Regions from separate parts of the Mus musculus genome. Here all the other regions are linked to region 1. The links are chromatin contacts, called in public promoter capture Hi-C and targeted proximity ligation maps. All regions are on one chromosome and are shown on one strand. The core of a region is the stretch at or near the end of the contact, and the rest is flanking DNA. Distances in the headings are between cores, read along the strand shown.

What was found. Promoter capture Hi-C pulls out the DNA fragments that hold promoters and counts their contacts.
Region 2: a contact with region 1 is called in a targeted proximity ligation map of pancreatic cancer cells. A contact is called at or near these places in 4 of 39 promoter capture datasets (the C10 cell line, the HPC-7 cell line, liver and 1 more), 1 of 484 Hi-C or Micro-C datasets (embryonic stem cells), 2 of 130 datasets of targeted methods (memory CD8 T cells and pancreatic cancer cells) and 1 of 9 other capture datasets (liver).
Region 3: a contact with region 1 is called in a targeted proximity ligation map of pancreatic cancer cells. A contact is called at or near these places in 8 of 39 promoter capture datasets (cranial neural crest, embryonic stem cells, fetal liver and 4 more) and 1 of 130 datasets of targeted methods (pancreatic cancer cells).
Region 4: a contact with region 1 is called in a targeted proximity ligation map of pancreatic cancer cells. A contact is called at or near these places in 5 of 39 promoter capture datasets (the SN4741 cell line, cranial neural crest, embryonic stem cells and 2 more), 2 of 130 datasets of targeted methods (effector CD8 T cells and pancreatic cancer cells) and 3 of 9 other capture datasets (adipose tissue, liver and pancreatic islet).
Region 5: a targeted proximity ligation map of pancreatic cancer cells shows a contact between it and region 1. A contact is called at or near these places in 3 of 39 promoter capture datasets (the SN4741 cell line, erythroid cells and hippocampal neurons) and 2 of 130 datasets of targeted methods (bone marrow-derived macrophages and pancreatic cancer cells).
Region 6: a targeted proximity ligation map of effector CD8 T cells shows a contact between it and region 1, with 10 read pairs. A contact is called at or near these places in 6 of 39 promoter capture datasets (the SN4741 cell line, cranial neural crest, erythroid cells and 3 more) and 5 of 130 datasets of targeted methods (bone marrow-derived macrophages, effector CD8 T cells, extraembryonic endoderm stem cells and 2 more).
Region 7: a contact with region 1 is called in a promoter capture Hi-C map of pre-B cells. A contact is called at or near these places in 3 of 39 promoter capture datasets (cranial neural crest, liver and pre-B cells), 3 of 130 datasets of targeted methods (effector CD8 T cells, memory CD8 T cells and pancreatic cancer cells) and 2 of 9 other capture datasets (adipose tissue and liver).

Annotation. Positions count from the first base shown.
Region 1 is chr15:76,241,375-76,245,778 of GRCm38.p6, forward strand. It overlaps Parp10 (poly (ADP-ribose) polymerase family, member 10), which reads right to left and starts at 2,066. Exons shown (of 11, transcript NM_001163575.1): 1 at 1,973-2,066; 2 at 1,690-1,868; 3 at 1,358-1,612; 4 at 1,029-1,265; 5 at 284-948; 6 at 1-173. The coding sequence starts at 1,861.
Region 2 is chr15:76,708,043-76,712,446 of GRCm38.p6, forward strand. It overlaps Recql4 (RecQ protein-like 4), which reads right to left and starts at 2,517. Exons shown (of 22, transcript NM_058214.3): 1 at 2,351-2,517; 2 at 2,236-2,269; 3 at 2,059-2,156; 4 at 1,726-1,866; 5 at 760-1,509; 6 at 493-619; 7 at 285-392; 8 at 83-181. The coding sequence starts at 2,434. It overlaps Lrrc14 (leucine rich repeat containing 14), which reads left to right and starts at 2,599. Exons shown (of 4, transcript NM_001358891.1): 1 at 2,599-2,885.
Region 3 is chr15:75,839,441-75,843,844 of GRCm38.p6, forward strand. It overlaps Zc3h3 (zinc finger CCCH type containing 3), which reads right to left and starts at 2,468. Exons shown (of 12, transcript NM_172121.1): 1 at 2,410-2,468; 2 at 1-1,124. The coding sequence starts at 2,455. Gm34851 (a long non-coding RNA gene) reads left to right here and starts at 4,065. Exons shown (of 2, transcript XR_384203.2): 1 at 4,065-4,404.
Region 4 is chr15:76,605,398-76,609,801 of GRCm38.p6, forward strand. It overlaps Cpsf1 (cleavage and polyadenylation specific factor 1), which reads right to left and starts at 2,194. Exons shown (of 37, transcript NM_053193.2): 1 at 1,938-2,194. The coding sequence starts at 2,081.
Region 5 is chr15:75,887,018-75,891,421 of GRCm38.p6, forward strand. Mroh6 (maestro heat-like repeat family member 6) reads right to left here and starts at 1,755. Exons shown (of 14, transcript NM_001282443.2): 1 at 1,410-1,755; 2 at 1,017-1,169; 3 at 705-859; 4 at 1-101. The coding sequence starts at 1,706. Naprt (nicotinate phosphoribosyltransferase) reads right to left here. Exons shown (of 13, transcript NM_172607.3): 11 at 4,330-4,404; 12 at 4,132-4,239; 13 at 3,947-4,043. The coding sequence ends at 3,981.
Region 6 is chr15:75,906,668-75,911,071 of GRCm38.p6, forward strand. It overlaps Eef1d (eukaryotic translation elongation factor 1 delta (guanine nucleotide exchange protein)), which reads right to left and starts at 2,677. Exons shown (of 10, transcript NM_029663.2): 1 at 2,578-2,677. Tigd5 (tigger transposable element derived 5) reads left to right here and starts at 3,068. Exons shown (of 1, transcript NM_178646.4): 1 at 3,068-4,404. The coding sequence starts at 3,124.
Region 7 is chr15:76,574,198-76,578,601 of GRCm38.p6, forward strand. It overlaps Adck5 (aarF domain containing kinase 5), which reads left to right and starts at 2,162. Exons shown (of 15, transcript NM_172960.3): 1 at 2,162-2,297. The coding sequence starts at 2,286.

The DNA.
Region 1 (4,404 bases), core at 816-3,315:
AAGACACACTGGAACTGAGCCTCCAGTCTGTGAAGAAGGTGCTGCCCCTCCACACCCAGCAGGAACCTGGCACTGCCCGGGTGCTTCATGTTCAGCGTGTGACAGCTAATGCTGCCCAGCAGACTCTGAAGCAACTCTTGGGCTGCCTGGCAGGGGGCCCTGGCTCCACACAGCTGCGGGACCAGAAGGAGGGCAGCTTATGGGTTCAGAGCACAGGAAAGGTACCTGGGTCCCAGTAAGAGAAGAGGCAAAGTTGAGGGGATCCTGAGGGGGGGTCACTCACCCGAAAGCCAGTCACATCCGTTCCTTCAAGTGGGAAAAGGGCAACATCTTCTAGGCTGGCGAGGAGGTCCTCATAATAAAGCTGCAGGTAGCGCACAGCTCCTGGTTCCACTGACATCACCATTTCCACCAGGCCCTCTTGCTTCTGCATCTCCCCATACCCAGGGCTCTCCAGCCCAGTCTCTACAGACTCCATGGCTGTCCCCACTAGACCCATTAGCCCCTCTTGCCCTGTGGCAACTTCCCCCAGGCCCTCCTGCTCCTGAACACCCACTGAGTCTGAGGCCATGGGTCCTACTTGCTCTGGGAGCTCTGTAGAGCTCTCTACTGGATCGACTGGGCTTGTAGACCCCATACTCCCCTGGATCCTAATTGATCCCGAGTCAACTGGCAGGGCTTGTCCTGGAGCTCCTACAGGACCTGCCCTTAGAAGGGTTCCTAATTGTTGTGGTGCCTCCCCAGAGCCCACAGCCATGGTCAGAGCCCCGGCCAGTCCTCCAGTTCCTGTAGGCGCATGACCAATGACTCCAGATTCTTGAGTAGCTGAATGGTCCCTGCCACTGACGCCCTCAGCGAGCGCTTCTGGCTCTAAGACATCATAGTGAGGGACAAGGCTCAACTCAATGCCCTGTAGCCAGTGTTTCTGCTTCAGCACCCGTTCAGCCACTGGAGGGAGAGAGAAGACAGAAAGCACACTGAGTCTCTAGCGTAGAGGAAGGGTCCTCCTAATTTCAGACACCACTTACCCTGCCATTGCTGAAAGGAAATAACAGTGCCTAGCTGCCCAGGCAGGCTGCGCAGACCCTCCAGGGGTCCGCCACCACTGCGACGCTCATTTTCCAGGTAGAGCTCCAACAATAACAGGTCCACAGGAGAAGCACTGTCCACCACACGTACTGCTCGGGTCTGGGGCACCCAGGCCAAGGACACAGTGGCTCCATTCAGGGGCAGATTCCGGGCCTGTTCTGCCAGGGCACTGACCTCTGTGGGCAGTATATGAATCAACTCGGGCACCCTCCTTAACTAGAAGCTATGCCGCCCCCCCCACCAGCCCTGCCTCTCACGTGCCTCTTACCTGCCTCAGAAAGGGGCGTGGATAACTGGACCAGGGCACAGTCCTGCCGAGGACTGGCCAGGGCATGGCAAGTCTGCACGGGGTGTCCTGCAGCACCCAGCAAGGCCTGAACATGTTGCTCCAGACTCAGAGGTGAAGTGCCAGGTGGCAGGTGTTGGAGAAGCACACGTTCTGGGGCACGCGGTGGGGCTGGCCTCAGGCTCAGTCGGACACCATGTAGTCGGTGCTCTGCCTGGGCTAAGACCCTCTTTGCATCTGTGAGCAGAGATGAAAGTGTCAGAGATGGCAACGCTTCAGGGCACCCAGGCAACCTCTTGATTCAACCTCCTCACCTGCAGGATCTTGAAAGATGAGGACACCCCCACAGCCAAGTCTCTGCCAGCTCAATAGAAGTCCTCCACCCGAGCGACGGTGGTTTTCAAAGTACAGAGTAATGAGCTCATCTGGTATTTCTGGGGGCAGTCCCCGGAGCTCCAAGGCTGCCCCTGCCTCCACCTCTGCCATCAGAGTCCTGGGCGGCAACACATGGGAGGAGAAGAGGACCACTCACTTCCCCTGTCCAGTCCTCTCTCCCACGCTCTCAGCTGCTCCCCAGCACCCCATATTTACACTCACCCCTGCTGTCTCAGGCCAGTGTCTCAGGCCAGTCAGTTATGCCTGCTGTCCTTCCCAGGCAGAAGGCCTAAGGTAGGAAAACAAAAGTGAAACTGACTGGGGACAGGAAAGAGGGAGGAGCTAAGCCAGAGGCTGTAAGTAGTTCAGGAACTTCCTCTCCTGCTCTAGCCTTAATCCTCAGTCCACAAGGAACTTCTAAGGACCTTTCTGCCGAACCACCCACTAGCCTCTTAGCTAGTGGGGTAGACCAGATGTCTCCTAGACTTTCTCTTCTTCTTTGGCTTCTCTTTGTGGCTAATCACCCTTCCTATGGGATGCTTGAGATACAGTCACACTGTCAACCCCCCACCCCAAGAATCTCTAGGCTTCTGTGCCCTGGGTCCCAGACATGAGCAGCGCTGATCTTAGAGGCTGGCCCCTGGCTGGGTCCGGCTCTTAGAAACCGTCAAACCCAGAGGATAATCAGCCTTGCTTCTAAATGCTAAGGGTGAGCAGTTCCACCCTTCGCCCCCCAAAATCTCAAACCCAGAGACGAATTTTCTGGTCCCTGGGTCTCATATGATAGAGAACTGATTCCTGCAAGTTGTCTGTCTTCCATGTGTGTGCCACAGCATGGCGGGTGCACGCATAAACAAACAAAGGTGACTGTTTAAAAGCCTAATGCTCAGATCATAACACAGCTTTTCCCTTGTGATTCCCTTCAGCCCACATCTGCCTAGTCCTTCTTTCTATGCTCCTTGCTCATCACCATTGCCCGCGATGTAGCCACTGTGCTGACATGCCTTTCTGCTGTTCATCCTTCCACAGAAGGGGAGCCGGAATCACAGACAGGACCCAGAGGGCCTCGCCTCACACCTAAGCTTTGCCATTATTATTATTATTATTATTATTATTATTATTATTATTGATACCGGGTATCACTCGGTAGCCCAGACTGCCTGAAACTCAGTGTGCAGGCCGGACTGGTTTTGAACTAGAAAGGATTCTTCTGTCATTCTCAGTCCTGAATGGTGGAGATATAGGTGTGGACAAGCATGCCCAGATTGGAGGCTGTGCCTTGAGAAGTCACTTTCCTGTCCGCCCCCATAGCTTGCTTGTTTCTTTCATCTCCAGAGCTGCTGCTCTCTACCCACACCTTCCAGTCAGGCCAGCTCGACCTCTGCTGTTCTTCCAAAGGATCATGGGGTTTTGCCCAGTCTATATGTCTAACCCTGTAGTCCTTGAATCTCCATGACCTCCCCCACAATCGAGAGCCTCCAAGACTTCTTGAAGGACCATGCTACCCTTTTTCCTTCTCTGCCACCCCCACTGTGGCTCCTCCACAGAGGTGACAGGGGACCAGCGGCTGCTACAAATCCCAGGAGCCAATGACAGTGAAAGCTAAAGTCTAATTGTCCCCAGTTCCTATCCCTCTAATCCCTTTTCATACAACACACCTGGGTGTTTATTTGGCTCCAACCTCCCAGGTCTCAGCTCTTGCCTAAACCAGTATCCCTGGACCATCTCTAACTTCAAATGACCTAGCCTTCCCCACAGAGCCACATGGGGCTATCCCTTCTCCGTAATTTCCCTCACCCAGCCCTTAGTGAGATCTTTAACATGGAGCTAAAACCTTAAACGACCTCTGAGTTGTCCAAGCTCCTTCTGAGGCCCTATAGTCAACTTTGTGCTTGTTTTACTTTTATTAAAGGGCCCACTAATTATATGAGAGTCTGCTTCTACAAAAGCCTGTCTCATCTATTCTATGCTTTCTTCTTACAGGACTTAACCACCCTCTATCACACTGTACTTTACTTAGAGGGCTTGCCACAGGCGCAGATGCAAGAGAACAGTTCATGTCACTGCCATTGTTAAATCCTCAGGAATTTCTGTGAACTGGATGTAAAACCCTTACTGTCTTCTCTGCTAGTTAGTTTTAACATCAACTTGATACCTAGGATCATCTGGAAAGACAGCCTGAGAGTGGAATTGTCTAAAACATCTTGGTCGGTGGGCATGTCTAGGAGGGATTTTCTGGTTAACTGAGGGTGGGCTATCCACCCTGAATGTGTGTAGCACCATGTCTCTGGACTGTACATGAAAGCTAACCCAGAGCAGGCAAGCAAGCAGCATGGTTTCCTGTTCTTGGCTGTATATGTGAAATGTCTAGCACCTCGAGTCCTTGCCTTGACCTGACAGAAATTCCAGAACTGTGACCTGGAATCGTGAGCCACATGCAACCTTCTTCCCCGGTGCTGCTTTTTAAAAATCAGGGTGTTCTTTACAGCAACAGAACACATCTAGACTTTGTTGGTAAGCATGGCGGGCACGTTTAGCCCAGGAACATGTGCAGAAGCTATGGGCCAAGGACACATCTACACTAGGTCCAGCTGTTAAGCAGCACTATATGGATACAGGAGAGGACCCTTTCCCAAGCTTACTATACGGTCTCA
Region 2 (4,404 bases), core at 1,267-3,766, 470 kb after region 1:
ATAAATAAATAAATAAATCTTTAAAAAAAAAAAAAAAAAAAAAAAAAAAAAAAAAGAGTCTGGACCATTAAGTTTCACTCACCTGCTACTTGTCCCAAAGGTCCCGGTGGGTAGAGGGGTGACATTGGGGTGGGGCAATGAGGCACCTGTAGCTCTGGCGCAGCAGGCTGTGTTTCCTCACCTGCTTAGATAGGCAAGAGAGGGTGATGTGGAAGCACCAGCAGAGACAGTGACCATCCTGGCATGATGGCCTGCAGTCACATCACCCATTCCCCCTCACTCACCAGAGTGGTGACAGGAAGCAGTGCCTGTCCTCTGTGCTACTTCTTCCAAGGTGGAAATGGGCTGTTTGTCATCCCTGTCACCTTCCTCTTGGACGGTCAGGGTGGGGCCTGGACCAGGGTCAAGGGCTGCTGGAGCCTTTCATTTGTGTAAGTGATTCCCTAGCACCCACGGTGGGCAAATGACCCAATACTTAAGGGAGAGGCTTACCTGGTTGGGAACACTGGGATGCCCAGTGACCAAACTGCCCACACCGGAAACAAGTGTCCTTGTCTGTGGCCCTGGGTCCACTTCCCCCAAACGCAGCTTGTTTCTTCTTCCACTTTTGCTTCCATACCTGGGGAAGGGCCACACATGGAAGAACCATTCAGGAGTAGACGGGAAGAGACAGGAGGAGGGGAGGGGAGGGGAGGGGGAGGGAGGAGGAGAGGAGAGGAGAGGAGAGGAGGCTGGCCTGTTCCATTCAGCACATCTCACCTGCTTACGGAGAAGCCTGCCCCGATTGGCCCCAACTCGTACAAAGCGTTTGTTTTTCATGTTGAGTCGAATATAGTTCCCTCTGTCTAGGGAAGCTGGTCGAGGAGAGGCATGGAGGTGGGTTGTGCCCTTAGCCTTCTCTGTCCTGGCCTGGTTTGAGGAATTGCATGGCTGAGGGACATTCACTTGTGTGGGTTCTCCTGGAGGGTCTTGCCCATGTACTGTAGCCCTGGCTCCCTCAGACAGGGGTCCTGCTCCGCTGCTGGGCTGGTCTTGTGCAAAGTCCTCCCCCTTCTCATTCCACTTCCGCTTCCTGCCTTTACTGTTGATGGATTTGGGGCTCTGTGACAAAACCTGGGCTGGCTGTTGGGCTATGGCCTCTGGGCTCTGTACAGATACTTCTGACTGGATGTCAGGATCAGCGATGTTCACCTTGCCTGACATCTGAGGCTGTGACTCCTCTGCACTCAGGTCAAGCCCACAAGCACCCGGAACCTCTAGAAGATCTGAAACTCTGTTGTGACACCTCTCTAACCAACCAGGGTCTAGGGAAGTCAACCTCCGGCTGAGGGATGATCGGAGCTGCTGGAGCTGGCCCAGCCTCGGCCGGGGCTCAGGAACCCGAGGAAGTGCATCGTCAGCTTCGTCTGGACAGGGGGATTCAGTCTTTGAGCCTGGTGGCCTTGGGGCAGGAACTGTGGACAAGGATCTCTTCTGAAGCTGGAGTTTTCTGCTCTGGGTTGGTCCAGTCTAGAAAGACAGAACAGCAAATCGGAATTCAGGACCTGGGTTACTGCAGAAGTTTGGGACAGACAATAAGAGTGGAGATGCCTGAGCACCGTTAGGAACCTAGTCCCAGTTATTACAGGAGCGTACGTGCGTGCTATAAGGAAGGGTGGACATAGAAGGACCCTGGCAAACCACCCAAGGGCCAAAGGCAGTTCTGGGTTCACCTCCACGTCTTACCTGTGTTGTGTTTTTCAGATTGGCTTTGAGCCTCTTCCCATAGTCTTGTACAGAACTCAGTAGGCTCTGTTTTGGCATAGACTGCGTATTCTGCGTTGCAGCTCGACTCAGGTGGGGACCCCAGCAGCTTGGCTCCTGTGCCTGCAGTAGATAGTAGCAACCTAGACCAGTTTAAAAGATGGCATGGGCACAGAAGTGCCTCTAAAGCTTCCCCTAACCCCCATGGGAGGACCTGGCCACCCAACTTCTGTGCTCCATGGAGGCACGGCTGCAAAATGCTCTCGGTTCCTGCCATTTGGACCACAGACCGCTGAGAGTGGGATTCACTGATACCTCCTCAGCTGCCTCGGCAAGTGATTGCTCTAGGACACGATGTCTGTCGTCAGCCTGACGCACCGCCTGCTTTAGGTTACGGTACTCACGGTAGAGCGCTGGGAAGGCAGAAGTCGGCGGTCAGGGGCATACCCACTAACATTCGCCCTGTCCCTGGTCCACCAGCCCAGTGCTCACCGCGGGTCTCTTCAGGTGCCGCCTCCACATCCCCCTAGGAGAGAAGCTTGTCAGCAACAGGCTGCGCCAGGATCCCCCACTTGCCGCCCCTGTCCGGACCCTAACTCCACCTCACCTTCGCTGGCCGTCGCCCGTGCAGCCGTGCAAAAGCGCGTTCCCACTCCTGTAGCCGCGCGCGAACGGTCGCGAGCCGCTCCATGGCAGCCCGAACGTGAGTTTAGGGGAAATCTCCCGCCGCCACCGTAAAGTCCTGTCCTTAGCCAATGAGAGCGGCCGCCGGGCGGTGCTGCAGATGCTCTGAGCCCCCCGGGGAGGGGGCGGGCCTATGAGTTGTTGCGTCATCACAGCGCGCCCCGGCGCTGCGCGGAGCTGGGCGAGGCTTGCTGGGCGAGGAAGGGTTGCAGGCCTTGGTAGTCGGGGAGGCGGATGAGCGGGGGCCGCGGGGCTGGGATTCGAGTCGAGCTGAGAGTCAAGCAGCCGTTAGTGGTCAGGGCACTTGGACGGCAGGTTCGACGGGGACTGGCGCTTGAAGACCACGGCTGAGGCGGATTCTCGGGAGGTGCCGCCGGCGCGCGGGGATGGGCCGCAAGCGAAGGGAGACCTAGGGGCGGGCGAGGCCGGTCTCGGCCTGTGGCTCCAGGCTCGCCCGGGTCAGTTGATGTTCCGGGCTTTTTGTTTTCTCCAAGGATCCGAGCGTGCGCGTCTGTATGCCGCAGAGACCGCTGTGTCCTGTGTGCAGTAGCATCACCCAGAAGCAATCCTTGCTTGGAGGCCAGGCGGGCTGCCACCGGTTCCTCTTATGACAGGTGTTTGGTTGGCTTGTCCTGTCAGTTAGGCAGTCCTATTATCTTAAGCTAGAGCCAGATCAAGGACAGTCACGCGGGGTTCCCCAGGGACGCGTGCCTTAAGGACTCGTAGGAGATGTTAGAAGCAAGCAAACCCTGGGCTTCATCAGTCTTTCTGGTCCCCAGTCTTGTCCCTTGCTGCGGCTTTGCGTAAGGCCTAGGCCCTGGTTTTCCATTCTGTTGTGGGCTGAGGACTGTAGCATAGTTCTGAGGGTAAGGTGTTTTGCCCACAGGAAGTCTACTGACCCAGGATAGCAAGAATCATTCAGGCTCAGGATCTTTTGTATGTGGCTTCTCAGCTGGAACGCTTTAGCAGTTTTGGCTTGGATCGTTATGAATCTCGTGAATTTAAGACATGGTTTCTCAGTGAAGAGGAGGTACCCGAATAGGAGACAAGGACCACAGAGGGTGAGAGTTGCTCTTCCTCAGGGATTTCTCTGCCTAGTTATACCCTAGAAATCCGCTATCTCTGGAGTTCAAACTCAGGGCCTTGGTCTCAGATGCTGCACACCATCTGTTCACAGGATCCTTTAAAAAACAAAAACAAAAAAAAAACCCCAGAGCCTGGCACTCACTAAGCTGTGTTAGACTTCTTTAACTCCAAAGGCACATCTACGTGGAGGGTCAGGATGTTAGGCTACTGGCTCTGGAGGAATCCTCTGTTGTCAGTCTGGTGGGAAGAGAGGTCTGGGATTTACTTCACTTTAGAAAATATTTACTTTCCCTAGTCGTAGGAAAATACACCATGTGCATGTGAAAGCTTCAGGTCAAAAGGGGGCACCTGCATCAGTTCCATGTGGCTGTGACATACCATGTTGGTTCTGGAAACCAGGCTGGGGTCTTTTGCAAGATCGGTAAATGCTCATAACTGCTGAACCATTTCTCCACCCCACCCTCCCACCCCCATTTTACAAGCAAACATGCAAATCTACTAGAACTCAATAGTGGGCTAGCCAGCCAGTAAGGTTCAGGGAGTCTTCTGTTGACTCCAGTGCTGGCTACAGAGCTGTGTCACCTGTATCCTGCTTTTACATAGGTTCTGTGGTCTGAAATCAGGTCCTCATGTTCAGTAAGAGCTATACAGAAAGGCGTCTCCCAGCCCCTTTTCTTCTTCTCTTTTCTTTCCTTCCTTTTTTTTTTTTTTTTTTTTTTTTTTGGCTAGGATGTCACTGTAAGGATAAACAGACTATAAATAGACTAGGTGCGCTTCGGACTCATAGATCTACCTCCCTCTTGCCTTCCTCTGTGCTGGAATTGAAGGTGTACAACTCCATGCCTAGCCCTTACTAGACTTCTGAGGAAGGATTTCTGAGTCATTGTCATT
Region 3 (4,404 bases), core at 1,218-3,717, 400 kb before region 1:
ACGGAAAGAGGAAGAGGAGGAAGCAGACGGGCTGGAAGCCTTCCACTTGTACTTGCTGGGAGAGAGGCCAGGCTTGGATGGTGTGGCCAGTTTCTCCGGCCTCACCTCTGGGTCAACTTTAGGCTGTGGCTTCTCTGTCTTTCCAACTGTACCCAAAGTGGCCTTGTTCCCGCTCTCCAGAGTTGTTCTGGGACTGAGGGCTCTCCGAGCGACCCGTGGGCTCTTTTCTGAGGCAGCTACCCATTTGTAGTTGTTTTTCCGAAACTTGCTGGTTCGACAGGACACGAGCAGTGAGGCCTCCCTGACCTGCCTGGCTGTTGCTGGTCTGACTGAAGCCACCACTGGCCCCAAGGAAGCTGGCTGGTCTGAGTGGCCAGTGTTTGCTCTTTGGTCTCCAATGAACTGTTCAGAATAGCTGGTAGAATGAGGGCCTACCTTCCTGCCCAGAGCCACAGCAGTGTGATGGGGCAGGACAGATGGGAAGTGTACCCTGAGGGCCACTTCATTTTCACTGACTGTCCGCCGATGCTCGGGAGAGCTGTCACTCACCCTGCCCACAGACTTCACTACCCGAGGCTTGCCAGGCTCCTTCTGGCAGACCAAGAGGGGGTCGTCCACACTGTAACCCACCTTGGTTCTTCCTGGCCTTGCAGGCTGCAGTTGTCCACCAGGGACCTCAACCTCACTTCCTTGGGGTCTTTGGCCACTCCAAGAGGGGTCATCACAGCCTTCCAAGGACCCCCGCTGGACCCCTGAAGCATTGATGGCACCTGACTTTGATGGTGGCTTGATCTTAATAACCATATTCTGATCTGGACTGAGCTGGACCTGTCTCTCCAGTACATACTGCTGGGGTTCAGGATGCTGGCTATCCTCAGACCTGAGGGATGTCTGAAAAGCAGGATCGCTGGCTGGGTCAGAAGATTCCACAGGCTGATTCACAAGGGAGTATTTCTTGCGCCACGAAGGGCCATGGTGTGAGGAGAAGCCCCTCCGACTTGGACGGGAGTAGCGGGCGCCAAAGGTCCTGCCACCCGGGAACATGGGTGGCTGCCACCGAGTAGCTGATGAGTTGCCCAGGGCAGGGCCATTGCCGTGGAGTGTTTTATAGTCATCAATTAGACCTGAGAAGGCAGAATCACACGCTCAGTTACCTAGGAGATGTGAATAAAAACAGCACCAATCAAGACTACTACCCCTACCCTAATACTCCAGACCTGCTCGCCTTGCTGACTTGAGAGCAGTCCTAAGTGACTGGAAACCATGTAAAGTTCAGTCCAAATCTCTAGGCTTGTCAATTCTGTGAGCACTTCTCCATCACTATTAGTATTTGGCTTGCTTATCCTGAAGATGGCAGCTTTTGTGGTATGACTGCTTCTACCCCCTGGCCTATGAGATCTACAATGTTCTGAGAGCAAGTGTCACTCCCTATACCAAAAAAAAAAAAACAAAAAAAACAAAAAACAAAAAACAAAAAAAACCAAAAAAAAAAACAAAAAAACAAAAAAAAACAGTCAGGGACCAGAAACCTGTGGTGCCTGGGTAAGAACTGGACAAGTCTTCCACTGAGGCCCTGTAGTTTACCCACTCACGGGGAAAATTGCAGGACTGCACCATAGTGCATAACTGTCTTCTCAGAACTGACGCTTCTCTAACCCAGTACGTGACAGACAGAAATAAAAAACAAAAAAACAAAAACACAATGATGACCCAACAGCTAACTAACATCATCTCCTACAGAAAAACACCTGATACCACCACCACAAGGATTTTCCAATGAAGTGACTCATGGAGCCCTGGAAGAAGAGTGAAGGAACGCCAGCAGGCTCGCTGGATCCCCAATAACCAAACACACACACACACAGGGCCTGCCTCGACCCTCGAATCCTGCCAGACACCTCCGGTCGGGTGTTAGGGAAACGCACGAAGTAGTCTCAAATAGGAAGGCCACTTGGACTCTCCTTAGGACATGCTTTTGTGGGGGAAACTTTGAAAACGATATGAACGCTTATAAAGACCAACTTGAGTCTAAACATTTGAAGCTGAAGCTGGTGCCTGGGTAGTCAGCCCTGAGTACGTGGGGGCTGTGCCTGAATCGAGCCAAAGGCACTCAACGGCAGCGGAAGAGAAACGCTTCCGAGCCAGCCGAACCTGGAAGTCGGCTGCCGCGACCACTCGCTGGTAAGACCACCGTGCTATCATCTCCTGACAGCCCCTTGGAGGCCCGGCCCGCTCCCTCGCCCCGAAGCCTGGCGGGTCTGTCACGCGAGGGCCGAACCCGACTCGGCCGCTCCGATGCCCACCCATGACGACCATCGGGAGACCGCAACCGACAGCACTCGCTTCGGAGAGGGTCTACGGCGATCACAAGAAACAAGGGAACACACGGCCCGACCGCAGCCAGCTCACCCTGCAGGAGGCGTATCTGCCGCCGCAGCTGCTCCTTTTCCTCCATCTCCGGAGTCCGCGACGCCTAGCCAGACCCCCTCGACGTCATCGCCGCGCGACTGGTCCCCGCAGGCGGGGAGGAGAGAACGCCGAACTTCACTATGCGTGGACACGGGGTTGGAAGGCACCGTCGCCCCGGCAACCCTGGAAGGACGCATGCGCAGAACGAGAAAAATCCGTCATCTTGAAGCGCCCGGAAGTGGCCCGCAATCTGGCTTCTGCACCAATTCCTGCGCATCATTTCCACCGCTGGGGGTTCCTCGGAAGACTTGGAGGAGATAGGTTGCTAACAGTTTCCCCTAGACCCAGGAATTCCTTTTATCAATTTATTTGTTTGAGACAGGATGTATTTCTGGCTGGAGAGAAACATAACTGGGGAACTCGCTATGTAGACTAGGCTGGCCTCGAACTTACGGAAGTTCTCTTTCCTCTGCCTCCGGACCTGGAATCAAAGGGATGCCATTTTAACGCCTTTGCTGCCGCAGCAGCACGAGAACAGCGAAAAGGAATCGGAGGCAATTTTTTTTTTCGGATGATTACAGGTGTTAAGAAAATTCTTGAGGGCATTTAGTAGGAAAGGCTGCAACCTCTAGAAAATACTGAAAAAAAAAAAAAACTCACGGTAGTTACCACGTGATCAGACAGTCCCACGTCTAGGTGTATAACCAACGCGTAGAAAACACCGATTCTAACATATTTGTATGTCATTATTTATAATAGCTAACCCGAATGACTGTTTACATGGAAATGGGATATTATCCAGTGATTTGTTTTGTTAGAGACAGAATCTCGCTATGTACCTCTGTCTGTCCTGGAATTCCCTATGTAGACCAGGCTGGCCTGGAACTCTCAGAAATCTGCCTGCCTCTGCCACCCAAGTGCTGCAATTAAGAGTGTGCCACTATGTAGGAATGTGCAGTATCTTTGGAGCCCTAAGGCCTCAAGTCCGGCCAAGCCTCTACCAGTGAGCTACATCTGCATAGTCTACTGTTACGCCTGAAAAAGAAGTTCTAGAAGCTGGGTTTGATAGTGAATACCTGTAAGACAAGCATTAAGAAGTGAGGGTAGGGGCTGGTGAGATGGCTCAGTGGGTAAGAGCACCCGACTGCTCTTCCGAAGGTCCGGAGTTCAAATCCCAGCAACCACATGGTGGCTCACAACCATCTGTAACAAGATCTGACTCCCTCTTCTGTAGTGTCTGAAGACAGCTACAGTGTACTTACTTACATATAATAAATAAATAAATCTTTAAAAAAAAAAAAAGAAGAAGTGAGGGTAGATAGCCGGGCAGGCCGGGCAGTGATGGGACACACATTTAATCCTAGCATTCTAGAGACAGGCAGGTGCTCTGGAGGCAAAGGCAGGAGGATCTCTGAGTTCAAGGCCAGCATAATCTACAGAGAAAGTTCCAGGACAGCCAAGTTAGGCACTGAAGGAGTTGAAAAACAAAAGGTTGGTGATAATGTCATAAGACAAGGTGCCCATGTCCCAGCTCCAGCAAGCAGCAGAACTCAGCAGCTTCGGGCATGTGGCTCTGGCTTTAGAGTCAAGAATAGAAGGGACTACTGGGGCAATTGATGCTGTTTAGCTGGAGCTAAGAAATTAGTGGTGATTATGAAGAGACCAGCATCACTGAGGTGAAATCTTCTGGGAAGTATTTTCTAAAAGCAGAAAGAAGCTGTGTTCTAGAAATAGCCGGGGATGTACCTCATGCTGGAAGCCAGACTTGGTAATGTATAAGAATCACCCAAGTGGTACTAGTTTTGAAGGCGTAAAGTGTTATGGAGAGCAGCTTAGCTTGGCACTGTGAGATGCCAGGGAAGGCCATTGGTGAAAGTGCAGCTTGAGTTGCAGTTGATGGCCCAGGCCTGAGGGATCATGCAAAGAAGTTAAGGTCAGGTACCTTAAAGGGAGCCTATGAGAGGCTATTGACGACGCCTAATTGCAGTGAGAAAT
Region 4 (4,404 bases), core at 944-3,443, 360 kb after region 1:
ACGAAAAAAACAACAAAAAAACTCCACTCGAGGTGATCCAACACCCTCACACAGACAAATACATGCAGGCAAAACACCAATGCACATAAAATAGTCACTTCAAAGAATAAACAAAGAACAGAGACTAGAATGATGACTCAGAGGTTAAATAAAGAACACTCATCTAAAGGATGGAGATTCGGTTCCCAGCACCCATGTGGCAGCTTACAACCATCTGTAAACATGACCACAAGTACTTCAGATACTCATAGACACAAAAATAATCTAACAAGTAAAATTGAAAACAAATCTTTAAAATTCTTGCTTTCTACCAGTCACAGCTCCAATTCTTTGCTGCTCTCTGGACAGGTCTTCTTCCAACCAGCTATCTGATCCTCTGCTACCAATTCTCCACAGGACTCAACCATCCCCAATGCCTCTGTCCCTGCACCACTTTGTCACAGTCATTTAAGACTCAAGAGTAGAGCCACAGGGCCCACTTCCAAAATGTTATCCTCCCAGCCACATTTCTCCCAACTCTTAGGTGACTGTCTGCTCCTGTCACCTCACTTCTATACCCCCAACAGCCATCTCCACCTCAGGGAATAGTGACAGCATCCCTGTAACTGCTAAGACCAAATCCAGACCTGTTGCCCAGAACAGTGACAGATTCTTGGCATTACCTTGAGCTCCTTTCAAACTCCACCTCTATCAATCCTGAACTGTCATAGCTGCACTGGTCCAGGCCACCATCTTGCCTAATGGCTACAGCCACTTCTTGACCATCTTTCTTGGACCTCTCTCCAACATAAGTTGGGTAAGATTATTTCATTGCCAAAACTTCCTGCTTGGAGAGTGTGTTGTGGAGGCCCTGCCCTGTTACTTCTTACCCGTTCTTTCCCTTCCTTCCTCCTTCCCTTAGCCTCTACCACAAAAACTTAACTTTCCTTGAAACCCCTTTGCCTAACTCCCACATACTTCCCCCACACTTCCTTGTCTATTTAAAACACATCTTCTATGAAGGTGAGATTTCCCTGTCCAGTTCTGCCACCCCAGTAAACTGCATGTTGGCAGTAATGCACAGCCATCAAAAGCACTTGTTGCTCTTACAGAGGACCCACTTGATGGCACAACTATCCATAATGCTGACCTCCATGGACACCAAGAATGCATATGGTGTACATACATATATACAAGCAAACACAAATGAATATGAATAAGTCTAATTTTTTAAAAAAAGCATCTGCCTTCTTGGCTTTTTTGCTTTGTTTTTAGACAAGAGGTTCACTATGTAGCCCTAGATGGCTTGGAAATAGTTTAAACTGGAACACCCAGAAATCTGTCTGCTTCCACCTGGGATTAATGGATCGAACTGGGATTAAAGAGCCACGGAAATTGCCTTTTTTTTGGGGGGAGGGGGGGAGGGCTTCCTGAACCGCTTGCTGTCTCTCTAGCAACCAAAACACCCCCGTTATCAATGTACTGATGAATTCATTCCACATTACTACATCTACTGACAATAGTCTGTCCCCGAGAAACATCCAGCCTTGCTCCTTTAGGAAGAAACGTTCTTCCACAACAAATCTGCTCAATCTCAGAAAGAGCTCTGGTTGTTTTGTACAGAAACACCCAGTCTCCTTCATTGGGTCTTACTCCTAGAGAGACACTGTGGCCGTCTGTGTGTGGCAGTATTGACTTCCTAAAGAATCATCGCCCTCAAGGGTTCACTGGCTTGTCTTTGCTGCTAAGCTCGTGGAAGGTGTGCAACAATCTCCTGAAAATCGATCTCCAAAGAACAAGCAGTAGACCGCGGGCAGAGGTGTCCGGGCAGGGTAGGATGAGGCCAAACAACGAGGCAGCGATGAACTGGCTCTGGGGCCCAAAGACCCTTGGCAAACCTCAGCTCCTGCACTGGGGAACCTGCCGAATGACTGCGGCACTGCCTCGACACGGCCTACCTCGGCGTCGCGGTTCAGGCGGTACACATAGAGCTGCGAGGTGCCGGCCACCACGAGGTTGCGCTCACTGTTGTTGAAGAAGTTGCAGTACATGGTAAACTCCAGCCCGGTGGGCGGGTGCGCCTGCTTGTACACCGCGTACATGTCGCCGCCACTGTCACGCCGGAGCCGCCGACTCGGGGGACAGGGACGGCAGCGGACTCGGTCCGGCCGCGCGCGCCAACCCAGCCACCGGGTTCCGAAGTACTGCGCCTGCGCTTCCTGCCCGGACCGCCTTCTAAGAGGACCAGGTGGTTGAGAAGCAGGGTTCCGGGCCGCTTCGCATCTGCGCCTGCGCGCCGTGGCTGCGAGCGAAGAGCGGCCCCTAGTGGCCTAGCTTGATAAGAACTGACGAGCAAGCGTGGTGGCACATGCCTTTTATCCCAGCACTTGAGAGAGGCAGGCATATTTCTGAGTTCAAGGCCAGCCTGGTCTACAGAGTGAGTTCCAGGACAGCCAGGGCTACACAGAGAAACCCCGTCTCGAAAAAAAAAAACAAGAAAGAAAGAAAGAAAAAAAAAAAGGACTGATGAGCCTCGTCACAGAGCTGGAGGGTGCTGGACCTCTGCTTCCTTCTGTTCTGTACCCTTCAAGACTTGCCTCATTAGCTAAATCCCAGAAAATAAAACAAGGGTATATAGGCTTGGAAAAGGATACAGAAACATGCAATATCGCCACCCCACTCTGTAGATGAGGTGATGTGGTAGATCACCCCTGTATCACACTAAAGATCTCTTTTTAATTGACTCTAGCTGCATATGTATCAAAAGGTGGCCTAGTTGGCCATCACTGCAAAGAGAGGCCCATTGGACTTGCAAACTTTATATGCCCCAGTACAGGGGAACCCCAGGGCCAAAACGGGAGAGTGGGTGGGTAGTGGATTGGGGGGGTGGGTATGGCGGACTTTTGGGATAGCATTGAAAATGTAAACGAGGAAAATACCTAATAAAAATAAAATAAAATTTAAAAAAAAAGATCTCTTTTAAAAAGTATTTTGTTGGCTGGGCAGTGGTGGTGTAAGCCTTTAATCCCAACACTTGGGAGGCAGAGGCAGAGGCAGGCAGATTTCTGAGTTTGAGGCCAGCCTGGTCTACAAAGTGAGTTCCAGGACAGCCATGGTTATACAGAGAAAACTTTTCTTAAAAAAAAACAAAAACAAAAACAAAAAACAAAAACAAGCAAGCAAAAGAAATTATTTTTTTTTCTTTTTCTTGATTTTTGAGATGAGGTCTCAACTACATAGCCCTGGCTGTCCTGAAACTCTGTAGACCCAACTAGCCTCGAATTCAGAGTCTACCTCCCAAGCCCTGGGACGAAAGCTGCCCAGACATGCTGGCACATATATACATAATTTTTTAAATATTTATTTTATGTATATGATACACTATAGCTGTACAGATAGTTGTGAACCATCATGTGGTTGCTGGGAATTGAACCCAGAACCTCTGCTTACTCCAGCCCCAGAGATTTACTTATTATTATATGTAAGTACTCTGTAGCTGTCTTCAGACGCACCAGAAGATGGAGTCAGACCTCATTACGGATGGTTGTGAGCCACCACCTGGTCGCTGGGATTTGAATGCACGATCTTCAGAAGAGCAGCCAGTGCTCTTAACTGCTGAGTAATGTCTCACCAGTCCTACATAATTTTTAAAATAAAAATCTTTCTGGGCTACACAGAGAAATCCTGTCTCAAAAAAAAAAATCTTGAAAAACAATACTCTTAAAATCTGTGACATCGGGCTGGTGAGATGGCTCAGTGGGTAAGAGCATCTGACTGCTCTTCCAAAGGTCCGGAGTTCAAATCCCAGCAACCACATGGTAGCTCACAACCATCCACAACCATCTGTAACGAGATCTGACTCCCTCTTCTGGAGTGTCTGAAGACAGCTACAGTGTACTTACATATAATAAATAAATAAATAAATCTTAAAAAAAAAAAATCTGTGACATCAAACAAACAAAAAAGCCGGGCATGGTGGTGCATGCCTTTGATCCCAGCACTTGGGAGGCAGAGGCAGGCAGATTTCTGAGTTCAAGGCCAGCCTGGTCTACAAAGTGAGTTCCAGGACAGCCAGAGCTATACAGAGAAACCCTGTCTTGAAAAATACCATAAATAAATAAATAAATAAATAAATAAATAGACCTGTGACATCATACGTCACATGTAAACCCCCAGCACTCTCAAGGACTATGCACATTTGAGGCCAGTCTGGTGACCCAGTGAGACTCTGAGTTATGAAGAAATTGATCAACATTCCTCCTGGAGACAGGTTCTTAAGACTCCAGAAGTAGGGCTGGAGAGATGGCTCAGTGGTTAAGAGCACTGACTGCTCTTCTGAAGGTCCTGAGTTCAAATCCCAGCAACCACATGGTGGCTCACAACCACCCATAATGAGATCTGAACCCCTCTTCGGGTGTGTCTGAA
Region 5 (4,404 bases), core at 505-3,004, 350 kb before region 1:
CGGGAGCCGCCACACCCTTCAGTGCCCACAGCAGTTGCACCAACACCTGCCCGTTTACTCGCTGATTCCGGCTTAGGCTTCGCCACAGCTCAGAGGCTGCCCTAGGGGTGAGGGGCCATGTAGTGAAGAGGAGTTGCAAAGAATCCTCAGGAAAGCCCACCACGGCGACCTCTAGGAAAAGGCTCCAGAAGCAAACCATCCTTTACCCTTCCACCATCCCATATCCCAGAGAAGACAAACGCAGACGACAACAGAGCCAGCCCCAGAGATCAGCAGCCCTCTGGACTACACTGTGAGCCCCGTTGTGTCAGCTACTGGGAAACAGACCTAACATTATTTTTTTTAATTTTTAAAATTATTGTAAAGAATTAACCAAAAATAAATATTGGGGTAAATGACCCGAAGAGCCAGAGGCTTCTAGGTGATCAAGCCACCGTGCTTACTTATGCCGCCCACATCTTCAGGTAAAAAGCAGGGGATGGAGGGAAAGGAGAAGAGAGAGAGAGAGAGGAGAGTGTCAGAGTTAAACTAAACCCAGGTATGGTGGTGTAACACCAGCAAAAGTCTAGGGGAAGGGATTTCCGGGGCCCTATTCCCTTACTGCCCGGTGCTGCAGGAACCAGATCCTATGACCAAGCTATCAAGCGGGAAGGGGGAAGGAAGCCGCGTGGGGCAGCGCAGCGCGGCTGGGCGGGGAGGGTTACCGGTCCGGGGGTAGCGAACTGGGTAGCAGCGCACACACCACGTCCTGCGCATGCTCCAGAGCCAGTGCGCTCAGCACCCGTAGGGCTGCCCTCCGGGGTCTCCCCTCTGCCAGGCTAGGGACCTGTGCCAGCAGCCCACGCACCAGACCGTGGACCTGGGTAAAAGGAACAAACGTCAGTAGTTAGAGCCCCAGGACCTCAAAAGGAAACTCTTGCCAGCACCGCACCTCCCTACACTCAGAGCAGCCTTTAGGGGGAGTGTGGTCGAGGTTGAAGGGAGGCTTGCAGGATTCTCTGGATGGGGATGCTAACCTGGTCCTCCAGCCGCTGCCCCCGGGCTTCCAGGGCTGAGGACAGAGTGAGCGCTGTTGCCTGGGTCCCGGCATAGCCAGCCTCCTCCAGACAGGCAGCTGTATACAACGCAAGGTCTGCAAGGGTTCCTTCCTCCCAGGAATACTGGGAAGCCTATGATGGAAGAATGAAACGTGGAGTTTCTGAAGTCCCCAAGCCGATCTCAACTATCCTCCCTAGTCCTCCAGTCTTCCCATCCCTCAGATGGCGACAAACCTTCCTCCCGTATGATCTTTTCCATCCGTTTACCCTCAGGACTCCTCAATGCCCCCCCCCCCCCCGTACTTCTTGTCTTTCTAGTGCCCAAGTGAACAGCCAAACTTTGCATCATCCAGCATCTGCCCTCTTACTCACCTGGTACGGTCTCTCGGGGGCTGGCTCCTGGGCATTGTGTGGGGAATAGATCTCACTACCAGCTGTGGGGGCAACCACTTCATTCCCAGGCTGGGCCTCAAAGGCAGGGGTGAGTGTTTGAATATAGGGCTCAGGCTCGGGCCCAAGCTCCTGGGGATCAGACTGAGGGCCTGTAGAAGAGGGTCCCACAGGCTGCCCCTGGCTAGCCCGGATTCCTTCCGCTAGAGCTGTCAGAGTTAGGGAGCCCACAGGGCCGTCCCGGCCGTCCCGGCCCCGACCCCACACACCCCCAGCCATAGTGTTCCTACCAGCGGCACCTGCCACCACTCTTCCAGTGAAGTTGTGTCCAGACCTGACCTAGAATCAGGCCCCGGGCGGGCCCACAGGCGGGCCTACAGACAGGCGTGGTGGCGTGGGCATAGACGTAGGTACATGCGAGTCTGAGCATGTGCCAGTGATTGGCTGTTCAATCACAGAGATATCCTAGCATGGACTTGTGAAGGGTGTCTGCCCAGGCTGCTGGAGCCAAGTGGGACATGGCCACTGCATAGTCTGGCCCTGCCCACCAGTGTCCATGGAGATCATGGACTATCGTGGAGGAGAGAAAGGTCTTTAACCCAACTGCCCATCCCCCTCTTGCCTGGGGGAGGGGTCCAGGGCAGTTTTAGATCCTTCTGAGGAAGCCCCAGTAGGGTCAGGGGCTGGGCTAGACCACATAGCCAAATATCCTAGGAACGGGCGTGGTCAGGTACTGTCATTCTCCCTGAACTTGAAACACTTGGGGTGTGGAGCAAATGAGGTGAGGCTGGTGATGCCTCCTAAATACATTTGCAAGTGCCCACTATTGTTGATGCGGGCTCCTCTGCATCCTTGCCAGTCCCGAGGTGGTATGTCTCATGCCCTGTCTGTCCAGCCCCTCCTTCTCTGAGACTGTCTTCCCTGTGTCTGCGTAGGCAGTGTGTATGTATACTGTTCGCCCGGTTGTCTTCCTTTCCAGGTTCATGCTCCCCAGGGCTGGCCCAACCTCTACCCTAAATCCCCGCTCTCCACCCAACCACACTATAGGCACTGCCCAGCGCTAAGCCAGGGAAGCTAGATGAACTAGTCTGACAGACTGCTCCAGGCGGAAGTGCATGGGGAAGTATTCCAAGCAGTGGGCATTCACGCTCTTCAGCTCCTATACCTCGGGCTACCCAAGCCCCAACTCTGCCTCCCACCAAGCCATGAACCAAACCATGTGGTGGTTTGAATAAGAATGGCTCCCAAAGGCGCATGCATTTGAATGCTTAGTCACCAGGGAGCGGTGTTATTCTAAGATTAGGATCCGGAGGTGTGGCCTTCTTGAAGGAAGTGTGTCACAGGGGTGGGCTTTGAGGTTTCAAAAGCACATGCCAAGGCTAGGGTCTCTTTCAGAATGTAGAACTCTCCCCTCTGTCACCATTACCGTGCCTGCATGTATGTCCCCACCATGATGATCATTGATCATGGACTAACCTCTGAAACCATAGGAAAGCCTCCAATTAAATGCTTTCTTTGCCAAGAGTTGGTCGCCATGGTCATGGCGTCTCTTCACAACAATGGTAGGGTGCCTAAGACACTCCAACTGTCTCTGGAGCAATTCTTCCTGAGTCTTACCTAGCTTGCTGTACCCAGACAGCTCCAGCCCTCGCTGAGGCAGCTCCTTGGATCCTCAGCTTTTTAAATCTCCTCCTCCTTCCTCGGTTACTGGGTCAGAAACTGAGACCTCCCACCCCCACCCCCAAGGCCTATAACAGATGATAGATCAGGCAGGGATGGCTGGCTTGGGACGCCTGACATAGGCACATTGCCCTTAGCAGATACAAGCGCCTGGGGCTATGATTAGACTCTGACACCCCATCTCAGAACCTCCCTATCTGCTTCTAGTAGTAGGTGAGGGCTTTCATAACAACATCCTCAAAACACAGATAAAGATAAACCCTCCCTCCTTCTTGTGGCGCAGAGGTTCCATTAAGCCCAGCCCAGTGGCTACCTTCCCACCTGCTGGGTGTTAAGTTTCAATCCAGGGCAAGCAGAGGAGATGCCTACTTAACATATCAAAGCAGACCTGGCCTCCAGGTCTCTAAGCATCCTCCAGTCTCTACCTCATACAGGGTATGGCTGGCATATCCCACCCTCTACCCGGAACTCTCCAGCCCAGGGGCTGGGCTGCCCTTCCCCCAGAGGCTGTTCCCTATATACTCCAGGTATTTGGGTCACTGGCTCTCCTTTTGTAACTTTGGCTTCCTGGATGCTGTATTTTCTGTGCTCTCCCCCCCCCCCCCCCCCGCCCCAACTCCATGTTGTTCAGGGCCATGACTTCCAGATGTGTCTGCCTCTGGCTATGGCTCTCCTATCTATCTATAATAAACTCATCCACCCTACCAAGGGGCAGTCATGCCCTCTCCTTTCCTTCGTATTAATTTTTTCCATTCACTGGGTCTGTGCCTCCAGCCCAGCCCTGGAAGTCCCAAGTGAGTAGCAGAAATGTGTGAACTAACGACACATGGCTGACAAGTGGTGGGAACAGAGCCGTGTTATTTATGACTTTTTTCACAGGGGACCTCGAGCACTCAAACTGTCCACCAGTGCCCGAAGCTTCTCTGACAGTGCGACCTGCAGAGAGAGGAAGGGGATATGGGCATCTGGAGCTGGAAAGCAGGGGGCACACAGGACACATAGGGCCGGCCACCCATAGGCCTACCGGATACACTGCAGGGCTCTGCAGCTGCTTATGTGCAGGGCGGAGGAGGCTCAGGGACTGCTGGGCAAAGCGTCTGGACTCATCCAGAGATGGCAGTGGCTCACACAGCTGCGAGGAAGAGGAAGAAAAGATGGAGATACTGGCTTCGGATCAGAGCGCAGCTGAAGTGAAGGCGCAGGTGAGGGCTGCAGCAGTCACCTGTCCCTGTTGCAGGTAGAGTCGCAGCAATGGCTCCACTTGGGCTGGCTTCACAGTGCAGGGCTCCTGGGTCCC
Region 6 (4,404 bases), core at 1,427-3,926, 330 kb before region 1:
CAAGCTTGTCTGTCCCCACATCCCTACACAGGGTTGGCCGCCTTCTTCCTGAGGCTTTAATCTAGGCAATAGCAGGAACATGCTGAAGAGACTGAAGTACCAGAGAAAGCAAGCTTCCAGACAAGCAGGCTCTGCCCTGCTCCCAGTCATAGGCTATAGGATATAGGACCTAAGGACCTGGTCAGCTATCAAGTTCATGCCTGAGCTCTGGGGGCACTGCATGCAGACAGCTCAAGTGTCAGACAAGGCCTGATGGGTCTTAGGTCCTGAGATAACAACAGAGCCAGGCATGGCTATGTAGCCCAGCACCCAGACCTAGCTTCCTCCACTCACAAGAAGCTTGTACTAGCTAGCTGCAGCCTCTCAGGGCTGAGCTACCACTTCTCTGTAAAGAAGCGCACATGTGTTCCGGGCTCTCATAACTCCTACCAATCTGGGCCAGGCAGCAGCCTCTGCCAAGGGTACTTCTGGCTTGGGAACTGGACCCTGAGGAAGATGAGAAAGGCTATGTCACAGCTGTGCCCCATCTCAGTAGCAAACACCTTGAGGGTTCCACATGCTGGGAATAAAAGTCCACAGAAAAGCTGGCTTTCTGAGCCCTAAGCCCATACCTTTCTGTCCTCTGGACATTCGGAGGTAGCATGTCACCCCCTCAGTCTTGACAGTGATGAGCTCCCAGTACTGTCTGTCCTCCACAGGATTAGAAATGTGCAAGGTGGGTAGGGAACAGGTCTGTCAGAAAAGTTCAACTTGTATCCCTTCACGCTTATAGCCACATCCTCTGGGCTCACCTGGCCTGAGTCTGTGAACAGATGCTGCCCATGGGGGCTTTTTCTGTGTCTGGTATTCAAAGGGGGCAGCTGGTAGCACTTGGAATGTGAGGACTCACGAGCTTTTCAGTCACAACAGCCACGCAGTGTGACTCTCCCACTGCAGCTTATGTTGGCACAGGAGTGGTGTCTTGGTCTTTTTTTCCCATGGGTTAGTAGATTCTCATCTCCAAGCTCCCACCCTGCTTCTCTGCCTCTGGGATATCCCAGTCCTACTCAGAAACACTGGCCTGAGCTGTCTGCCCACTTTGAGACCCAGAGGCTAATGCTGTCACTCCAGTCTAAACCCACCCAGCCCCAATCTCCTTACCCCCAAATGCTATTGTTTGTTGGCTCTATTTCTGTTCCAGCAGACGGTACCTTGACCTGACACACAGGTCTTGGGACTCTGCTAGACGACTTGCTTTCTCAGCTCTTCCTTTACACCTGATAATATCTGGACCATACCTTGGGGGCATTGGTTGTGTGTCATCTTAGACACAGGAAGGAGAATGAAAACTCTGATTGGTAGAACCACCCAAGTCTGCTGAGTCAAGTGATGTGTGGAACTGGAGACCAAAGCACGTTCCAGCACCCGGATTTCACATGTTTCAATGACTCCAACATTCAATAGGCACACAGCATCTTAGACCCCTGGCTCAGAAGAAATGTTTAATGCCAGCATCTCCTACCTGCATCCCCCAAGTGTCACTCTTGCTATCAAGCCCTCTCAAGCACTTTTGCCTCATCTGTACTATGCCACGGAGCCTCACCTATCCAAAAGATAAGCCCGGAGGACGACCCTGCAGCAGCCTTCTCCTGAGAGGGCAGAAAGCCATGCAGAGCAAATCCCAGGCAACCAAGTCTAAATGGCTCCCTCTGCCAACTCTCCAACTGTTTGCTGAGTTCTCCTCCCACAGTCCGAGAGAAGGTTCATGATGTACTGGCCATCACAGAGCCTGGGAAGGGGACTCCTTGTCCCTTTGACTTCTTCCTCTTGACTCTGTTGCCCCACGGGATTGGCTTAGGGGGCACTCGGTAGTCCTGTCACATCCATCCTTTGCTTCATCCATGAGAATCCGCCTGAGATAAGACCCAGTTATCCATCCCCGAGTGACAGGGCCAATTCAGAAGCATCCTTGGGAGTAGCATCCCAACATTATAGCTTCACCAAGTTCTTTTTGCTGCAGGGTAGCCGTTCACTCTAGAAAACCATGATGCCCGGAGAGAGTGCTCATGTATTAGAAAAGGGGCGACCGTACCCTTCAACGCCCCTTTCCAAAGAAAGCTGCCCAGATCACCTTATTCAAATCAGTAAGTAGAGCTAGTCCTGTTACTTTTGAGCAAATCGACACCACCACGCCCTTTTTTCTACCCTGTGTTCGTGGACCGTACGAGTTCCACCAGTCAGCACCCGAAGCAACCTCCCTCTATGCCTAGAGTTAGGTACGCCCTTGGTGCTTAACCGCAAAGACCTAGGGCGTTAGCAAGAGCTGGGCCCCCAAAATTCCGGAGCCAGCCCGACCGCAGGCAACCGTGTCACTCAAGGCCGTGCCGTGCTGGGATGTGCGGAGCCACCGCGCAGCCAGCCTGAAGCAGCGCTCCGGAATCTGGCAACCATGTGGCCAGCGGCCCGCCTCCACACAGGCCCAGACGCCCGCCCGCAGCCCGCACTGTCCCACGGGAGGCAACCCTAACGGCGCGGGGCCCGGGCACTCCAGGCCTCCGCCGCACGTGCGCTCCTTGAGGCGGGGCCCCCGGTACTCACACGCCAGCCAAGGACGCAGCAACCAAAACCTGGAACTGCGAGCTCAGGACTGCAAAGGAGAGGGAGGGCGCCCGCGCAGCTCCCGGAAAACGCAGCGGCATAGACCACGAAAGGCACGGCGGGGGGTCCAACCCTGGGCACGCGCTGTCTTGCCCTCAGAGCGTGCATCACGATGCATGCAGGAACCACCATGGTAGAAGCAAAGGAAGAGCTACCTTGAGAGCCGCGCTTCACCTCAAGAGTTGTCGCTAGGAGCGGAGAACCGGATCTCCCAACACGCCGAACCCCTCCTCAGCTCGAAGAGTGGATCCGTCCGACGAGGGCGGGACGTAATGAAGCTGATGTGCGCACGCGCTAGTGACGCGCCCAAGGCCAGACTGTGCGCAGGCGCCACGAGGCGAAGTGGGCGGGCCTTGCGGGCCGGGGCAGGCAAGGCTGGCGAGACAAAAGGGAGGGACCCGGGCAGCCCCGCCCCCGAGCCCCGCCCCGAGCGGCCCGCGCGGGGTGTCAGGCTCGCTTTCCCGGGTGGTCCCTGGCGCCGACGCCATGTACCCCGCGAGCCCTCCGGCCGGCCCAGCCCTGCACCCGGTCCCGCATCGCGCTCGTCTTCCCCAGCCACGGTGCCTTGCTGAGCCGCCGCGATCGCCGGCGCCCGGCCCGGGTTCCACGGCGCGCCCGCCGCCGCCCCCAGCGCCCGGGCCGCGGCCCCGGGTGGCCGTGAAGATGACTTTCCGCAAGGCCTACTCAATCAAAGACAAGCTGCAAGCCATCGAGCGCGTCAAGGGCGGTGAGCGGCAGGCCAGCGTGTGCCGCGACTTCGGCGTGCCAGGCGGCACTCTGCGCGGCTGGCTCAAGGACGAGCCCAAGCTGCGCTGGTTTTTGGACCAGCTGGGTGGAGAAGTGGGCACGCAGCGCAAGAAGATGCGTCTGGCCAACGAGGAGGAGATCGACCGCGCCGTCTACTCGTGGTTCCTCACCTTGCGCCAGCACGGTGTGCCGCTATCCGGGCCAGTTATCCAAGCGCAGGCTGAGGCCTTTGCTCGCCAGATCTACGGCCCCGAGTGTACCTTCAAGGCTAGCCACGGCTGGTTCTGGCGCTGGCAGAAGCGCCATGGCATCTCTAGCCAGCGCATCTATGGTGAGGCTGAGTCCCCGGTCGCAGGCCCCGCGCCTGTCAAAGAGGAGCCGGCGCAGTCACCAGGCGCAGTTCTCGTACCTGACGGCGCGCCAGCCACTCTACCCCACTCCGAGGGCGGCTATGGCGACGAGCAGATCTACAATGCTAACGTTACTGGTCTCTATTGGAGGTTACTTCCGGAGCAGGCCTCAACTCCGGGCACTGGGGACTCCAAAGAGCCTGGTGGGTGCAGCCGACGCTGGCGCAGTGACCGAGTGACAGTACTGCTGGCCGCCAACCTGACGGGCAGCCACAAGCTGAAACCACTAGTCATCGGGCAGCTACCGGACCCACCCAGCCTGCGTCACCACAACCAGGACAAGTTCCCGGCCTCCTACCGCTACAGTCCGGATGCCTGGCTCAGTCGCCCGCTTCTTCGGGGCTGGTTCTTCGAGGAATTTGTCCCTGGCGTCAAGCGCTACCTGCGCCGAAGCTGCCTGCAACAGAAGGCTGTGCTGCTGGTGGCCCATCCACCCTGTCCGAGTTGGGCCACTAGCATGCCTCCCCTGGAGGAGAGCGAGGAGACTCCCAGGCAGTGCCAGCCTGAGCTCCTTGGGTCCCCAGAGGAACTTCAAACACCTGATGGTGCAGTTCGAGTGCTCTTCTTATCCAAGGGCACCAGCCGAGCACACATCCCTGCACCGTTGGAG
Region 7 (4,404 bases), core at 912-3,411, 330 kb after region 1:
GCACACAGCAGGTGAATACAACAAGGTACTGGTAGTGGTAGCTTTCAGGGTCTAAGGTCCTGAGAGTTGGGCACTGAGCCTCAGCCCCTGGTCTGCCCATCAAAGTCTGGGGGCAAAACACTGCTGTGTTTACCGAGCAGATCTGGGAGGGAAAATGCTACACTGTGAAAGAGTGGTTATAGCCTTCATATGTGGGACTCGAGCTGCGAGGAATGAAAGCTTAAGGAATGGCAGGCTCTGGAGATGTAGTCAGTGCGAGACCAAGCACTGGAACACAAGGAGTTTCTGCTATTGGAGATCCCTGTATTTGTTGGATCCTGCTGTCCTGTGTCTTAGCAGTAGCTCCTAGCCCAAACACAGGGCTCAGCCTGTCTCAGTGGAGCTGGTGTTCCTGAGGGGGCTGCTGGACATGCCCACACAGGTGTCTCCAGATTGCGCCTCTTTCCCAATTACCGCCACCCCTTTCTCCCTGCTGTGCCAACTGGAGCTTAGGAAATCCTGACCTCTCTCCACAGTGCAAACTTTATCTGCAAACACCCTCTGCCCACTCTGGAAGTCTCTACCTTGGGGTCTCTTCACTAATTCTCCACCACACAAACTCCAAGTCTGGCTTTTAGTTTCATGGCTAGTCCTATCACTTGCACTGTGAGGTTTGAGACTTCCTGGTCTCTGAGCCTCTGTATTTTTGAGTTACTTTATGTATATATCCTGACATATGTCACCCAAAAATACACAGGCTTCCAACTGCTGCAGACGCTCAGGGACAGGCTGCTGGCCAAGACTGTATGATATAATGTTTGGAAAGGTTTGGGCTAAATAAGTATTCTGGAGTTGCTGGGCTACTTGGTTGCCCTGACTTTCCAACAGGTTCCTGGTAGCTCCCAGCTAGGTCTCCCTGGTTCGGGTGTGACCTCACAGGGCTGAGGACTTTGATCTGTTCCCTACTGTATATCTGGACCTAATTGCCACAATCTCTCTCCCCTGTGCTTTATAAGTAGCCCAGTCTCGGAACACCCATTTCTGCCTTTTCATCCTGGGCTCTGTGCACCCTGAATCCATTTTGTCCCTGACACATTGCTTTCCAGTTGCGCCCAGACATCTCAGCTACACGTACTTCCTAGGCTTGCAAGGACGTCCAGAATGAATGAACTGGAAGGAGGCCATTGCCTGACATCGTCTGGCTCACAGACTTTTGTGACCCCCTCATACAGCCACTCTGCCACCTTCCAGGCACTCCAAAGCCAATTGGGGACATGACATTATCTTAGAGCCTGCTTAGAGCCATGTTCAACCAGAAGGCAGCTTGCCAGTTCCAGTGGGTGGGTGGGGGGAGGCTCAGGTGACCTCAAAGAACCCAATGGTCAACATTAGGACAGTTGCTGAGAAGAGCACCCGTGGCTAGGGAAGCAGGAACTTCAGGGGAGTTCTGAGGAACCAGGTAGTAAGGACCCCTCCAGAGGAGGATTTGCAGAAGGATTGGGTATCACAGAGAGTGAAGAGTAGGGGGACAAAGAACCAGGACTCTTCACAGAGAAACCCTGTCTTAGAAAAAAAAAGAAAAGAAAAAACAAAACAAAACAAAACAAACCAACCAACCAACCAAACAAACAAACAAAAAAGAACCTGGACTCTAACTGACATAGTTGGCAAGAAAGCGAGGGTGTCTCTAGCTTTGGTGGCTGTCTCAACAGGTGTTGCCAAACTGCCTGTGCGAGCGAATACTGAGAGTTGTGAAAATGACCAAGTGTCAGCTTTGAGTTACACTGTCACTTTTCAGAAAGGAACGAGAGCCCGACAAAATTAAAGAGCCAATTCAAGGGTCTGGGAATATGGCTGAGTGGGTAAAAGGGCTACCCTAGGAAGCCAAGTTCCTGGAACAATGTAAAAAGCACTTCTAGAGTGAAATAGGAGTGGGAAGAGGAAAATTGCCCGCAAACTTAGCCTGGCTTGCACAGGGCAACAGAAATAAAACAGACGGTGGAAAGCAAGCACCAACCGACTCTTGAAAATTGCTCCATAACATTCACATACAATAAACAAAGGAAAACACTTGGTAAAGACTCATCACTTGGTGTCTCCCATGAGGCTATGCCCCGGGCGACCTCAAGGGGCCGCTGCACGCCGAGGCGGTCACGTCACGTTTTGGGGGCGTGGCCCTTCCACTCTACCCAGGTCTGTGTGGCGCGTGTGGGCCGGTGCGCAAGCGCATTGCCTACTCTTTCGCGGGGTCGTCTGGGCACCAGGGACGTCTGCGGCGAAACCGGGAAGAGAGCACTGCCGGGGACATGTGGCGGCCGGTGAGGACCCCGCCCCCGCACGCCCTGGTCCCTGACTCTGCGCTCCGCATCCCTGCGTTGGGATCTCTCTCTGTACCCGGAGGTTCTGGATCCAGTCCAGGCCCGGGCCCTGCCCATCGACCCCAAAGCTTTGGAGAACTCTGATTCCCGCTTCCTCTTTTTTTCCCCAGAGCCTTTGGGAAGACTCAGCATTATTTAACCTCACCCCAGGGTCCTCTTCCTTCTGCCTCTGTCCTCAGCGCATCCCTCGGGTCTCCCCGGGAAGCTGCTCTGTCCTCTCTATCAGCTTCTGGAAGGGAGACAACCCCATGATTCCCGCTGGGTTAGCATGCCCTCACTCCCTTAGCCCCTTGTTCTGGCCCTGGGGGTGTCCTTGCCTATTCCCTGCCCTTGGAGTATGGCCCTTCTTCAGTTGTGTTGTTTTTAAACTTCTGCGAAGTTGTTTTTCTAGTACATCTGGCCTTGTAGGTTTAGATAATGAGAGGCCAGGAGGTGGGTTAACGTTTGGCTTGCAGTGTACAGCCCTGCTGGGTGTGTGCTTTCTGATGGGAGTCCTGTTGCTCAGAGACAAGTTGCCTTTTACACAGACAGCACTTTACTGTAGCAAAAACTTTTCCACATATCCGTATTACTTGTCACTTACACCTCTAGACAGCCCTGGGAGTTTGTTTTGTTTTGTTTTGTTTGAGATAGGGTTTCTCTTGTTTTTGGACAGCCCTGGCTGGCCTGGAACTAGCTCTGTAGAGCTGGCTGGCCTCCAACTCAGAGATCCTCTGCTGGGATCAAAGCCATATGCTACCACTGCCTGGCTAGAAAGGCAAGGGTTTTTTTGTTTGTTTGTCTTAGTTTTTTTTGTTTTTGGCTCCTTGCTTACCCCCCTCCAAGGTTGGGGTATTTGGTTTTAGCTCTGGCTGTCCTGGAACTCACTCTGTAGAGCATACTGGCCTCGAACTCACAGAAATCTGCTTGCCTCTGCCACCCTAGTGCTGGGATTAAAGCTGTGTACCACCACCACCCTACCAGAAAGGGGAGTTTTAACCTCTGATTAGGAATTACTGCACAGTACAGTGGAGTCCTTGCAGGTTCCCAATAACAACGTCCACTTCCTCTAGCTCAAATCTCTAGGCTGTTACCTACTAACTTTGGGAGATGGTCTGTGGCTTAGTTTCCTGTTGAGCTGCCTTGGGCTGTCTATCAAAGGTCATAATCTAGTCATCTTTTCTAGGGCTCTATCCTGAGTCTTGGCAGTCTTCATGGTGCAGGCTGCTGGCTTGTATGGATGTCTCTCTTTTGCCAGCTGTGTCTTCTCCTTAGAGCAGGTGTTTGCTGCTTTATGAAACCACTGGAGAGAAGTCTAGTTGAATGTTTTTTTTCTTCTTTCTTTCTTTCTTTTTTTTTTTTTTTTTTTGGTTTTTCGAGACAGGGTTTCTCAGTATAGCCCTGGCTGTCCTGAAACTCACTCAGTAGACCAGGCTGGCCTCGAACTTAGAAATCCACCTGCCTCTGCCTCCCAAGTGCTGGGATCAAAGGCGTGCGCCACCACTGCCTGGCAAAATATTATTTATTTACTTTTATGAGTACACTGTAGCTGTCTTCAGACACACCAGAAGAGGGTGTCAGATCCCATTACAGATGGTTGTGAGGCACCATGTGGTTGTTGGGATTTGAACCCGGGGCCATTCTGGAAGAATGGTCAGTGCTCTTAACCGCTGAGCCATTTCTCCAGCCCGGAATGTTTCTTTCTACAGACAGACTGTATATACGTTCATTCTCTGTAAAAAGGCTGAAAACTACCAGGCACGGTGGCACAGCATTTAGGAGGCAGAGGCAGGAGGATTTCTATGAGTCAAGGCCAGTCTACAGAGTGAGTCTCAAGCCACATAGTGACAAACAAAACAAAACAAAATAAAAACCCACCAAAACAAACCCATGAGAACTAGGCACAGGTTGCCTCTGTATGCCATTCTGTCTAAACTGAAAGACGTGAAGGAGCTGTGTGACAGTTGGAGGTCAACGTCACCACAGGCTGGTGAGTATGGACCTGCTTCAGTGTACCAGGGCACCAGTATTCTCCTGGGGGGTGAAAATGTACAGACACCCTCTGTCC